2 separate regions of the Hordeum vulgare genome follow, and region 1 is linked to region 2. The links are chromatin contacts, called in public Hi-C maps. All regions are on one chromosome and are shown on one strand. Each heading gives the region's core, a stretch centred on a gene start, on an enhancer-like site or on the middle of the called end of the contact. The rest is flanking DNA. Distances are from core to core; before and after follow the strand shown. Region 1 holds the start of LOC123407563 (kanadaptin). Region 2 has its middle 34 kb from the start of LOC123412278.

Region 1 (5,375 bases), core at 1,068-3,567, 430 kb after region 2:
GAGGGAGAGTCACCTTGTTCTTCACCAAATTCTTCTACTCGGTTCTTCTGTTCATCTTCTCTCTCAGATCTGACAGATTGTAGTGTTTAGATAAACTAAATATTAGGAAATCAAAACCAAAGAAACAAAAAACTGATAGAGAAGAGAGCTCCTAATAGCGATTTATCGAGAATTGCATCTTGCTACCGTCGCACACTTTGTGGAAGCACCCAACTACTGCAAATACCAATTTCAGGAACATTTGTGACACAAAGATTAGTGAAATAACACAGAGTACATGTAAACCTGAGAATGGTTTCACACTTGAACCATACCCATTCATTTATCTCTCAAAACCATACCCATTTAGTATCATTTTTAGCCCAACCAAAACCAAAACCACTATTTTTTCCACCCAAACCAATTTAAACCCAAAACATAATCATGGGTTTAAACCCAATACATAACCATGAATTTGCTTTAATGTATATATGATTGCACAAATTGACATGTTAAGAAATAAATAAGATAGAAAATGCATAAGTGCATCTACAGCAGTTTAGACACAAAGTAATCCTTGAGATACAGTCAACACACAGTAAGAGGCAAAAAGAACATGCTCATGGCTGATAAGCTTACTAACAAGTGTATTAAAACCAAATTGCTTAGCGAAAGCACAAGAAAACACTTCCGATTTTCATCTACTGTTTCCCCATAATACATAATTACATAGTGCATTACAGCATGCACGCGGATCAAAGATACTCATTCTCGATAGTAGTTGATTATTGCATATAACCAATGCCTAGAAACCGGTTTGGACCCATAGTTTACAACCGCTAATAACCAAACCGTTTAAACCCATAACCAACTATATCGAAACTGGTTTCTCCACATACCCAAACCAAAACCAAACTAAAAAAATCAGAGCCCAATAAAACCTGAACCAATCAAACCCAAAGTAAGAACCGAACCGTTACACCCGATGTTTTAATAACCATTCTCACGTTTAAGTACATGAACCAAGGTGAGAACAAGAGGTGGGGAGGATATTAAAATACCTATAGGCACAACATGCCTTGCCAAGGAGGTCAGCAGGGAGTCTCCAACGCCAACTCCATGGTTGGGCCGAGCCAAGCCACCTCCTGGCTTAGTGCTCTCACCTCCCTCTACCATCGCACAAACTCTTTCCCATATGCGCGCCCCCGCCGCAGGCGGTGCTCTCTCCCTTGATCCGGGACACCGACTTCTCCTCGCCTTCATTTGTGCCACTGGCCACTGCTCTCGTTTCATCCACGCCGCCGTCTGCTCCACTCCCTCGCCTCCTCCTTGCCTTCATCTCCGCCCCGCCACTGCTCTCCTTTCATCCACGCCATCGTCTGCTCCACTCCCTCGCCTTCATCTGCACCACCGGCCACTGCTCTCCTTTCATCCACGTCGTCGTTTGCTGCACTCCCTCGCCTCCTCCTCACCTTCACTATCATGGTCTCGTGATCGAGCTCTGACCTACCATTCGCCATATCGGACCCGTAACCCCCTTATTCCTCACCTTGCGTTGGAGCTCGTCCATGTTCTCTCCTACACCTCATGTGTGTGCCGCCATGCTCCTTCCCCATGGCAACCCGCGACGGTCGCGGTTGGTGCGGAAAGCAAGCACGCAGGCGATGGGCGCATGGAGGAGGGATGAGAGGGAGATGTATAGGAGAGGGAGATGGAGAGGAGATAGAGGAAGGCTCACGACGGGGGTGGCCGGAGGCGAGCGCGCGTGGACGAGGAGGGATGGGATCTAGGGGGAGACCAGCCATTCGTGTCAGATGAAGGCGAGGAGCAGAGGCGGCGATGAGTTTTGTCGGGAGAGGGATGGGATCGAGAGCGAGGGGGGGGGGGGTAGCGGGTGACGCAACGTGTGTTTGTGCCTTCGTGGGCTGCGATTATTCCATCCTCTCTCTTTTTTGCTTTCTAGCGGGCTGGGTGATTTGGGGCTGGTTTTTTTCTAGCGAAGGAGGGGATCATACGTGAGTTGGCCCATCGCGGGATGGTTAACCGTACGAGAGATGTGAAGCTAGAGGTGGTCGAACCATCACGATGACAGATCCCCTCTTTAATAATAGAGATCTACACAGGGATCACCGCCTCCTCTCCCATTCCTCTCTAACGACAGAAAAGCCGGGCACAATCCGCCAACTCAAGGAAGAGGAAAGGAGAACAGGGAAAGGGAGGGGGACAATGAGCGGTGGGCCGACGGCGTTGGGATGCTTCAAATTGGTGACATTCTTCCACTAGGATGTTTCAAATTTTGACATTCTTCCACTAGCCAATCCTGCCCGCCGAACGAAAAACGAACGGCCAAGATTGCGCGTGGCTGAGAGTTTCACCTGCGGAGCACCATCTCTCGCCAACGGCGACGATTGATGCCCCCCTTCTTCCCCGTCCGTCTGGCCGGATCACCGACCCAGCTCCGCTCCGCTGTTCATCCCCACCTCCTCCTCGCCGTCGTCCCCTTCCCCTCCCCTCGTCTCCACTTCCCCCGCTCCCGCACCCTCCGGTCACAGCCATGAACCCTACCATGCCTCCGCCCCCTCCCCGAAACCCTAACCCCTCCTCCTCCATGCCACCTCCGCCGCCCCCCAAACCCTTGCCGCCTGCCCCCTCGTCGCAGCCGGAGGCGGAGGACGCGCCGAGGCCTGACGTCTCGATGGCCGAGGCGGACGGGAGCGCTAAACCGAGCCCCTCCTTCTCTATGCCGCCTCCACCGCCACCAAGGCCCTCGCCGCAGCCGGAGGCGGAGGCAGCGTCGGAGCCTGAATCGTCGGCCGACGGGACCGCTAATCCCAGCCCTAGTGTCAGCGACTCGTCGGCAGGGGACCCCGGGGGGGACACCGAGATGGCCGAGGCGGCGCCGCCAGAGCAGCGGCAGCAGCCGCGGCCGCGCGCACCATACGCCATCCCCGACTGGAGCGCCGGCCCGGAACACCCCTTCTTCCTCGAGGTGCTCAAGGAAGGCCTCATCGTCGAAAAGCTTGACGTGTGAGTTGCTGTCTCTGCACCAGCAGCCTTGCGTTTCTGTCGTGCTGTGGGGCTGCTTACTCTGAATGCCTCTGGGGTTTCTAGCTCATGTACGATAGGAGTGGCGAAGGGCAATGCGTGCTTCCTAGTGCAAACAGTTGATTAGGACTTATTTTTATCTCTAAAATCACTCATGATTTATAGTTGCGTGAAATGAGTAATTGCATAACTACACATTTCATGTTTCAATCCGATGCATTGTACTATATGTGGCTTTTGAGTCCTTCACATTCAAAGTTCGTGACGTTGTCTGGTACATAATTACCTGGACTACTTGTTTTCCTAGATATGGTTGGTGAGATGACTGGCATTGCATGTCGCAGGTCTAAGAAAGGAGCTTACATGTTTGGCCGAATTGATCTATGCGATTTCATGCTGGAGCATCCCACCATTTCCCGTTTTCACGCAGGTACATTCATTTTTGCCATGCTCTTGTCAAGTATTTTTCGAATCGGATGCTCTTGTCAACTATGCCATAAATAGAACCAAAACTCGAACTCCAGCTAGCTATTTAATTTAGTTACTAGTGCAGAGCTAGTTTTTATTAGACCTTTTCAGTTCGAAGGAAGCAATTACTAATACTTTTTCACATTGAGGAAGGTCGCCCGTAACCCCCCTACCCAATCTGTCAGTCAGATTCATTACATTAATTAGATGTCAGGATGGTTGCAGTTTCAAACAGTAGTTTCTTTTTTGAAGCAATATACTTAGTCACCTTGTTACCGATTTTTCGGACAGCTGGGTGGAAACTGGTAGATGGTTCATCGCTGATATTCTGAACATTTTGGATGTCAGTGAGCATAAGTTCTATTCATGGTGCTAAGATATTCATGAACATATGGGGATGATATTCAGGGAACGGTGAAACTTTGTTGTAAATAATCCTTTTCTTCAGAGGGTAGTATTTGATTTAGAAAAGCTGTTTATCAATTATTAAAATTATACGGACAACCTGCTGGTGAAATAGGGTTGAATCAAGACATTGACCATTAGTGGAACCGGAGGCATTCTTCCACTAATTTGTCTAAGGACTTCTATGTGTAGTGCACTGTCTATCTTATTTTGGCAGAGATCACAAAGTATATGCACGTGGTTAACTGTATTGAAGTTCTGCAGTTGATTTTCTTGCATAAGTATGCCATGTATTATATGTATCATTACATAAAGTGTTCTCTTATGAGTAATTGTTCACTTTGTTTTATCATCTTTCATTACATTTTTAATAATCTCTGAGTGCAAGTTTTCTGGACATGCGATAATTATTTATTGTTCATGAACCAGACATGGTAATTATAGGATCCAAGAATTCAGCACTACATATATAATGATAATATATATTATTTTCTTGGTCAGTCTTATGCGTCACACTCATTACCTTTTGCGTTGTTTTAGTTCTGCAGTTTAGAAACGATGGGCAGGTTTTCCTTTACGATCTTGGAAGCACACATGGTTCTTCCATCAACAAAACTCAGGCACAGTCTCTTCCCTTTTGTCTTACTTCAGAGCAGAACTGAATATTTCCAATTCATCCAGGACTTCTAATATGTTTGTTTGAAAATGTTGATACTGTGCAACTATGTGTCCTCTTCTCATGTATGCACCTCATTGTCCATTTTTTCTTGGACACACACTTTCTTAAGGAGAAAAGCATCAATATGACGCAGAATACGTCATTGTTCATGCTATTTTGTTTTAAAAAGCACTGCAATTTGTGTTGATGGCATTCTTATTCTGTTATAGTTTTGTACATCCATCTACCTTTGGCTTGCTGAGTCACACTAGAAACTGGGGAAAAGATGTGTCTTTTTCTGATATTAGAAATAACAAAAGAGTTGTCTGTGTATCCATTGTTCTTTTCATGCTTAATAGGATGCTCCCTTTCTGAGCTAATTTGCTTTTGGGCTATATTCCTGTAACATCCTTTTCCCCCACAAAAGGAACCTTGTATTAGCTTTTCGATCTTGCCATGCTTGTTGGTTCACAATAGCATAGCTACCGTTCTGATATGAAGGCAAGGATATTGTTCTGATCAGATGTCGTAATTTAATTAACAGATCAAGAAGAAGATGTACACACCGATTCATGTTGGAGATGTAATTCGATTTGGGCAGTAAGTTTGTCAGCCAGACGATGTTATCCATCATTTCTAGCAGAGATTGCAACAAATTGCTTTCTGGTGCTCAATTATTTGCAAATTGTATTCTTTCATCTGATAGAATTTTTAGCTTTCTAGCCTCTAAATCTGTTCATCTCATAACCTGCTTATTATGGACTAGCCTTTTCCTTCATAAATTAATAATCATGTGTGTCATTGGCAACTGTTGTGAAAC
Region 2 (5,570 bases), core at 1,871-4,370:
AACCGATGGGTTAGGCACGAGAGAGGTGATCGGTCTTTTGAAATTGTCTCGCGGAATCCAGTTGTGGATCCAAATGCCCCTTCTTGCCCCATCTCCAATCCTCCGGATAACTCCTTGTGCAAGAATGACTAGCCATGTTCTCCGAGTTCTCCCCATGGGCTTGGCGGTTCAAAGACACTTTGGTGAGCTATGCATGTGGAAAGACTTCTATAAGCATGGGCTCACATCTTTCCTTTCATTGGGCTCATGTCATTCAAAATTATTCTTTTCAAATGTTACTTCCACCTCCTGAGGTTGTAATAAACGACTCATCGTATGTGTGTTATTTATCGTAACTTAGGAACTTTTTTCTTTTCTAATAGATTCGTTTATTCATTATTTTTATTTCTTAAACCCTACATTCAAAATTTGAACCCTTTTTATCTTTGGATTCCTTGCGTCGAGATACTCAAAACTAGATACTGTATTGATCGATTTTGATGATTTTTTCACTAAAAAATCAAACACAAAAATCGCGCCTCTCAGAAAAAAACACGTTTTTTCTGTTTACGAGAGGCACAAGGCACGACCGTGCCTCACGCAAAAAGGATTTTTTTTTGAGAGACACGGCCGTGGATTTTGCGGAAGCAAATCCATGACTCTCGCCGAACCAAAATCGTGCATCTCAAGGAAGGGAAAAATATTTTTTTGGGTTTTCGAGAGTCCTATCACAAAATAAAATTCATGCCTTTCAAGAAAGAAAAAAAAATCCATTTTTATTTGTTTCCCAGAGGCACGAGAGTGACTCTCAATGGAAGTAAAACCGTGTCTCTCGAAAAAGGAAAAAACATGTTTTTTCATGCAGTTTTTTTAATTGTCCAAAAGCTAAGGTAGACTGGTGGAAAACCGAAAACCCAAAAAACCCTAAAAACAAACCATCTAAAAAGCCGAATACACGTGTAAAAAAAGACTGAAACGACCATCCAAAACGCAACATATGACTAAGTTGAGAACGCGTCAAGTAACAACGCGTGAGAGTAAACCTTGAAAGGTTCATGAAGGAGCATTTCTCAAATTGTTGCTTCCTTCATGATGGAGGGTTTTGTGCAAAGTTATTTGAGCGAGTTGAAAGCCATTCAGAAACGATAAATCCTGTTAACTGCCGAAAGCATCAAAAGAACAACAAAATCACTAATTAAAGACTACTCCTTTCAAAGATACTCTCACCTCCTCAGGTTGCGACAAGTGACGTACTGCATGCGTGTCATTTGTCACAATCTGAGAGTTTTCCCTTTTTTCATAGATTCGTATTTTTAAAACGTTTTATTTTCTAAACCGCGCGTCCAAATCTCGAACCATGTTTATCGTTGGATTTTTGCGTCGAGATCTTTAAAACTAGATCTCATGTTGTTAGATTTTGACGAACCCTTTTTTCCATGAAAAAACCAAACCAAAAAACTGTCCCTCTCCCTATAGAAAAAAACACAACAGAAAACAAGTTGTTCCACGTTTTTTCTTTCATAGAGGCACGACCGTGCCTCTTACTAAGACAAAATCGTGTCTCTCACGAAAGCAAAATCGTGCCTCTCACAAAAAAAACTCCTTTCCAAAAGGCACGGGCGTGCCTCTCACAAAGGAAAAATCGTACCTCTCACGAAAAAGAACTCCTTTCCGAGAGGCACGGCGTGCCTCTCACAAACGCAAAATCATGCCTCTCACGAAAACAAAATCATGCTTCTCACAGAAAAAAAACAGAAAACACGTTTTTTTCCTTTCCGAAAGGCACGGCTCGCGAACGCAAAACCGTGTCTCTCGTGAGAACAAAACCGTGCCTCTCCAAGAAGCAAAATGTGACTCTCAAAAAAACAGAAAACACGTTTTTTTTCATTTCCAAAAGGCACGGCAGTGCCTTTCGCGAAGACAAAATCGTGTCTCTCGTGAAATCAAAACCATGCATCTTACGGATAAAAATACAAAACGCGTCTTTTCATGAAATATATATATTTTTGGCATTTTTCTATTTTCGTCAAAATGGTAAGAAAGACTGATGAAAAACCAGAACATCAAAAAAATCAGAAAAAACCAAATGTAAAAAGCCAAAAACACGTGTGAAAAAATAAAATAAATTCCAAAAGAAGCGCTCGAAACTCGACACGTAGTGGTGGCTAAAAATGCGACCAAATAACGGTGCGTGGAACTGCTCGCTAAAAGATTTTCAACAACGTGCTCGCTAATTAGACTCCGAAAAAACAAGCCTTCGCTGAAGCTCGGCAAGGCCTCAATTTGGACAGGCCCACGGCTGCTCAGCTTCTTCTTCTTCTTCTTTTTCACTTGTTCCTGTTTCCATTTCTTTTTTATTTTTCCTTTCCCTTTTATTTTTCTATCTTTTCTCGTGTGTATGATACAAAGTTCATTTCTTGTTTGTATAAAAAATGTTAAGGAAATTTTCACCCTACATTAAAAAATGTTCAAAAAATTCCAAAAATGCTAAATGTAAAAATCTAGATTTTTTTTTGATTTTTTTAAAATGTACAATGTGAAATTAAAAAAAACCGTTCAGTATAGATCACAAAATGTTCAACGTGTATTTACAAATTGTTCAACATATATCACCAAAATTGTTCAATGTGTATTTAAATATTTATTTATCTTAGATTACAAAAAGGTTCACTGCATTTTTAAAGCAATCAGTGTATATTAAAAATTGTTCGCATTTCTATTTTTGTTCACATTTTAAAAATTATTCATATTTGAAAGGTTTTCTTAGAATTTTGAATTTGTTTCACATTTTCAAACATTATTCAAATTATAAAAAAATTGTCACAATTTTTCTAGAAATGTCGAAATTTCTCCAAACAAAAGTGAATATGCCGTTGTATCTTTTTTTTTTGAGACGCATATGCCGTTGTATCTATTACTGTCAAGTTGGCGCCGAGTTTTAGAGCCATAATTACCAGGTAGACTGGCCGCCGTTTGTGAATTGTATCGTGAGGTCTGTACTTCGAGTCCACGCACCCATATTTATTTTTTGATGAAATTTTACTTCGGACAACTTCGAATGGGCCAGCCCATTTGCGCTCTCTCCAACGAAAGCTCAACTATACAACGCACGCGGGCATTCAATAGGAGCTCTCTCCAGAAGCCCAGGAACATGACTAGACAGGCACCCGTGAATAAGCCAAACTAACGGATCACTCCTCGGCATGGTGTGGTGAAGCTCAACGTCGATGCGGCAGCAGGAAAGGTAGAACTTCACGAAAGTAGTACAAAGTAGTACAACAAATCTTGGCAACATCCATCGCTTGTCCTATCCACTTGAGGAAGAGGTGCAGAAATGTTAAGCCGAATACCCAGACCTTTTATCTAAGTCAAACATCTAAAGTTGAAGGCCCCAACCAAGCCACATACTGGATCCGGGCACAAACCGGTCCTACGCACTGTCATGTGTCGTCGCCGTTGTCTTCCACCGATCCATCTTCAAAGATATACTGACGCATCGACTTTTTCATTCCTCTTTGCCATCAACATCACCACGATGTCACACAACATCCTCCTCCTGCACGAGCCATCTCCGCGCATCGGACGTCGAGTCTCCAGATCACCATGCCGCTGAGATCTGTCACCATCAATGTGTAAGATGAAGCACCGCTCCACCAAAGATGTCGTCAACTGGTCCCTCGGGCCCATATACACCTTCAAGAATGACGCCTCCATGAGAGAAACGACACAAAAGTGCCGCCTTCATTCAATCTAAGGATATATTGTTTCCTCCGGGGTAGCAAATAATGGCAGGAAACTTCTCCACGCCGATGCCTTCAAAAAGGGCACAACATACAACAACGTCTCCATTGCCGGCTTTGGCAGCTAGTCGAGAGCAGGTTTTCACCCAAATCTGTTGAAAGAGCCTTCATCACGCATCTCGTGCATGGGCCGCCGCCATCTTTGGCGAAGACTGGATGAGACGGATCCAGGCCGTCGCTGCGTGACCGGCCACGACACCACCATGGTGCCTAAGCAGCCGACGCCCAGGACCACCGTGCTTACATATCGCCGCACACCAGATCCGTCGGCCCGCTCAAGCCCATGTGTACCCGACGGAAACTACGATTATCTTTATGAGAGGAAGATACATGTCGCTTCGGGCTGCAAGATGGTAGTCGAAGACATACAATAGAAGAATGCAGCTACTTATGCATCAATCACACATGAAATCATACACCAAAAGGCTACCTTTATTAGTTGTATTATTAATCATGAATTTAGAAGCTCGAATGTCGAAGCTGACAAACTCGTGAAACAATCTTTATCTCTAGCTAGATGATGTCTGTCATGTTTGGTTAGGTCCCTAATGCTCTTTTGTTCATCCTTGTAAACATTGTGACCGTGCAATAAAAAATTCGGAGTTTGTCTAAAAAAATATCAGTCACACCGCCCACTAGCTTCTCTCGTTCTTATCAGGACAAAGCGAGCCTAAGAACAAGAACGACGTCGGTGAGGAACTGTCAATCATGAGCGCTCCTCTATTTTGTCGACAGACCGAAGATCTCCATAGGCTCGAGGGCCTGTTCGTGTCGGCCCAACCGATGCTCCTTGTCGTTGCCACTGGGCAACTCTCTCAGCTCGCGATCGAAGGGGAACACACACACACACCGTCGTCGTCGAGATCATGCAAGGGAGAGGATTGTTTTGCACCGTCTAACTGCCCTGACGGCTTTTATGTATTCCTTATGTTATTTCCTCCTTCTACTCCAACAGCTCGACCGATTCCTACGCCACGCCCCACCCTCGACGCGCCATCCCACGTCGAGCGGATCACGGCCACGATCGAGCTGTTGGTGGCCCGCCGCGAACGCAGCACGACTCGGCCCTACATTATGGAAAGAAAAACTTACAGACTCTGAACTTATCTAACCTGTCGGACACCTGATGAACAACAGAAATGAAGAAAGCATGAGCTAGGCTAACCCTACTTCTAAGGTCTTGCACGACCCAAGTAACCCTACAGATCACCCCCTTACTTGCGTCGTCCAGGCCGCACCTCCTCGATGCCGATCCTCTTCTTCATCTCGATGAACTGGACCCTGCCCAGGGACTTGGTAAGGGCATCTGCGAGCTGATCTTCAGTGCCCACGTAATCGATATCCACCTTCCCTGTCTCAACACAGTCTCGTATGAAATGGTATCTCAGGTCAATGTGCTTGCTGCGATCGTGATGCATTGGGTTCTTGCTCAACGCGATCACCGACTTGTTGTCCATTAGCAGCTTCACGGTTCTTGGCTTGGTGCCCTGGATATCCGCGATCAACCTGGTCAGCCACACTGCCTGCATCGCTGCTCCTGCTCCCGCCACATACTCGGCTTCACAAGAGGACATGGCGATTATCTTCTGCTTCTGCGACACCCAGGTGATTAGGTTTCTGCCGACGAAGAAAACTGATCCGCTGGTGCTCTTTCGATCGTCTATGTCCCCCCCATGGTCACTGTCACTGTATCCCACGAGCTCTACTTCGTGTCCTCCTCCTCGCTGGTAGTTGCAGCCATGTGACATGGTGCCACTGATGTAACGGAGCGGATGCCGTATCGCGGCCATA

The links. A called contact is a pair of places that touch in the nucleus more often than the background predicts.
Region 1: a contact with region 2 is called in a Hi-C map of leaf, with 1.8 times the contacts expected there. The contact joins the promoter of LOC123407563 here to the enhancer-like site in region 2. A contact is called at or near these places in 2 of 6 Hi-C or Micro-C datasets (leaf and seedling).

What each region holds. Positions count from the first base shown.
Region 1 is chr7H:123,007,185-123,012,559 of MorexV3_pseudomolecules_assembly, forward strand. It overlaps LOC123407563 (kanadaptin), which reads left to right and starts at 2,318. Exons shown (of 12, transcript XM_045100725.1): 1 at 2,318-3,006; 2 at 3,369-3,454; 3 at 4,438-4,517; 4 at 5,100-5,155. The coding sequence starts at 2,534.
Region 2 is chr7H:122,571,626-122,577,195 of MorexV3_pseudomolecules_assembly, forward strand. No RefSeq gene overlaps it. Among protein-coding and RNA genes, the nearest start is that of LOC123412278, 34 kb to the left of the region's middle. Within about 2 kb of position 3,121, at least 2 of the 3 cell types and tissues checked have open chromatin away from gene starts, as enhancers often do. A contact at or near this core is called in leaf, where this site is marked.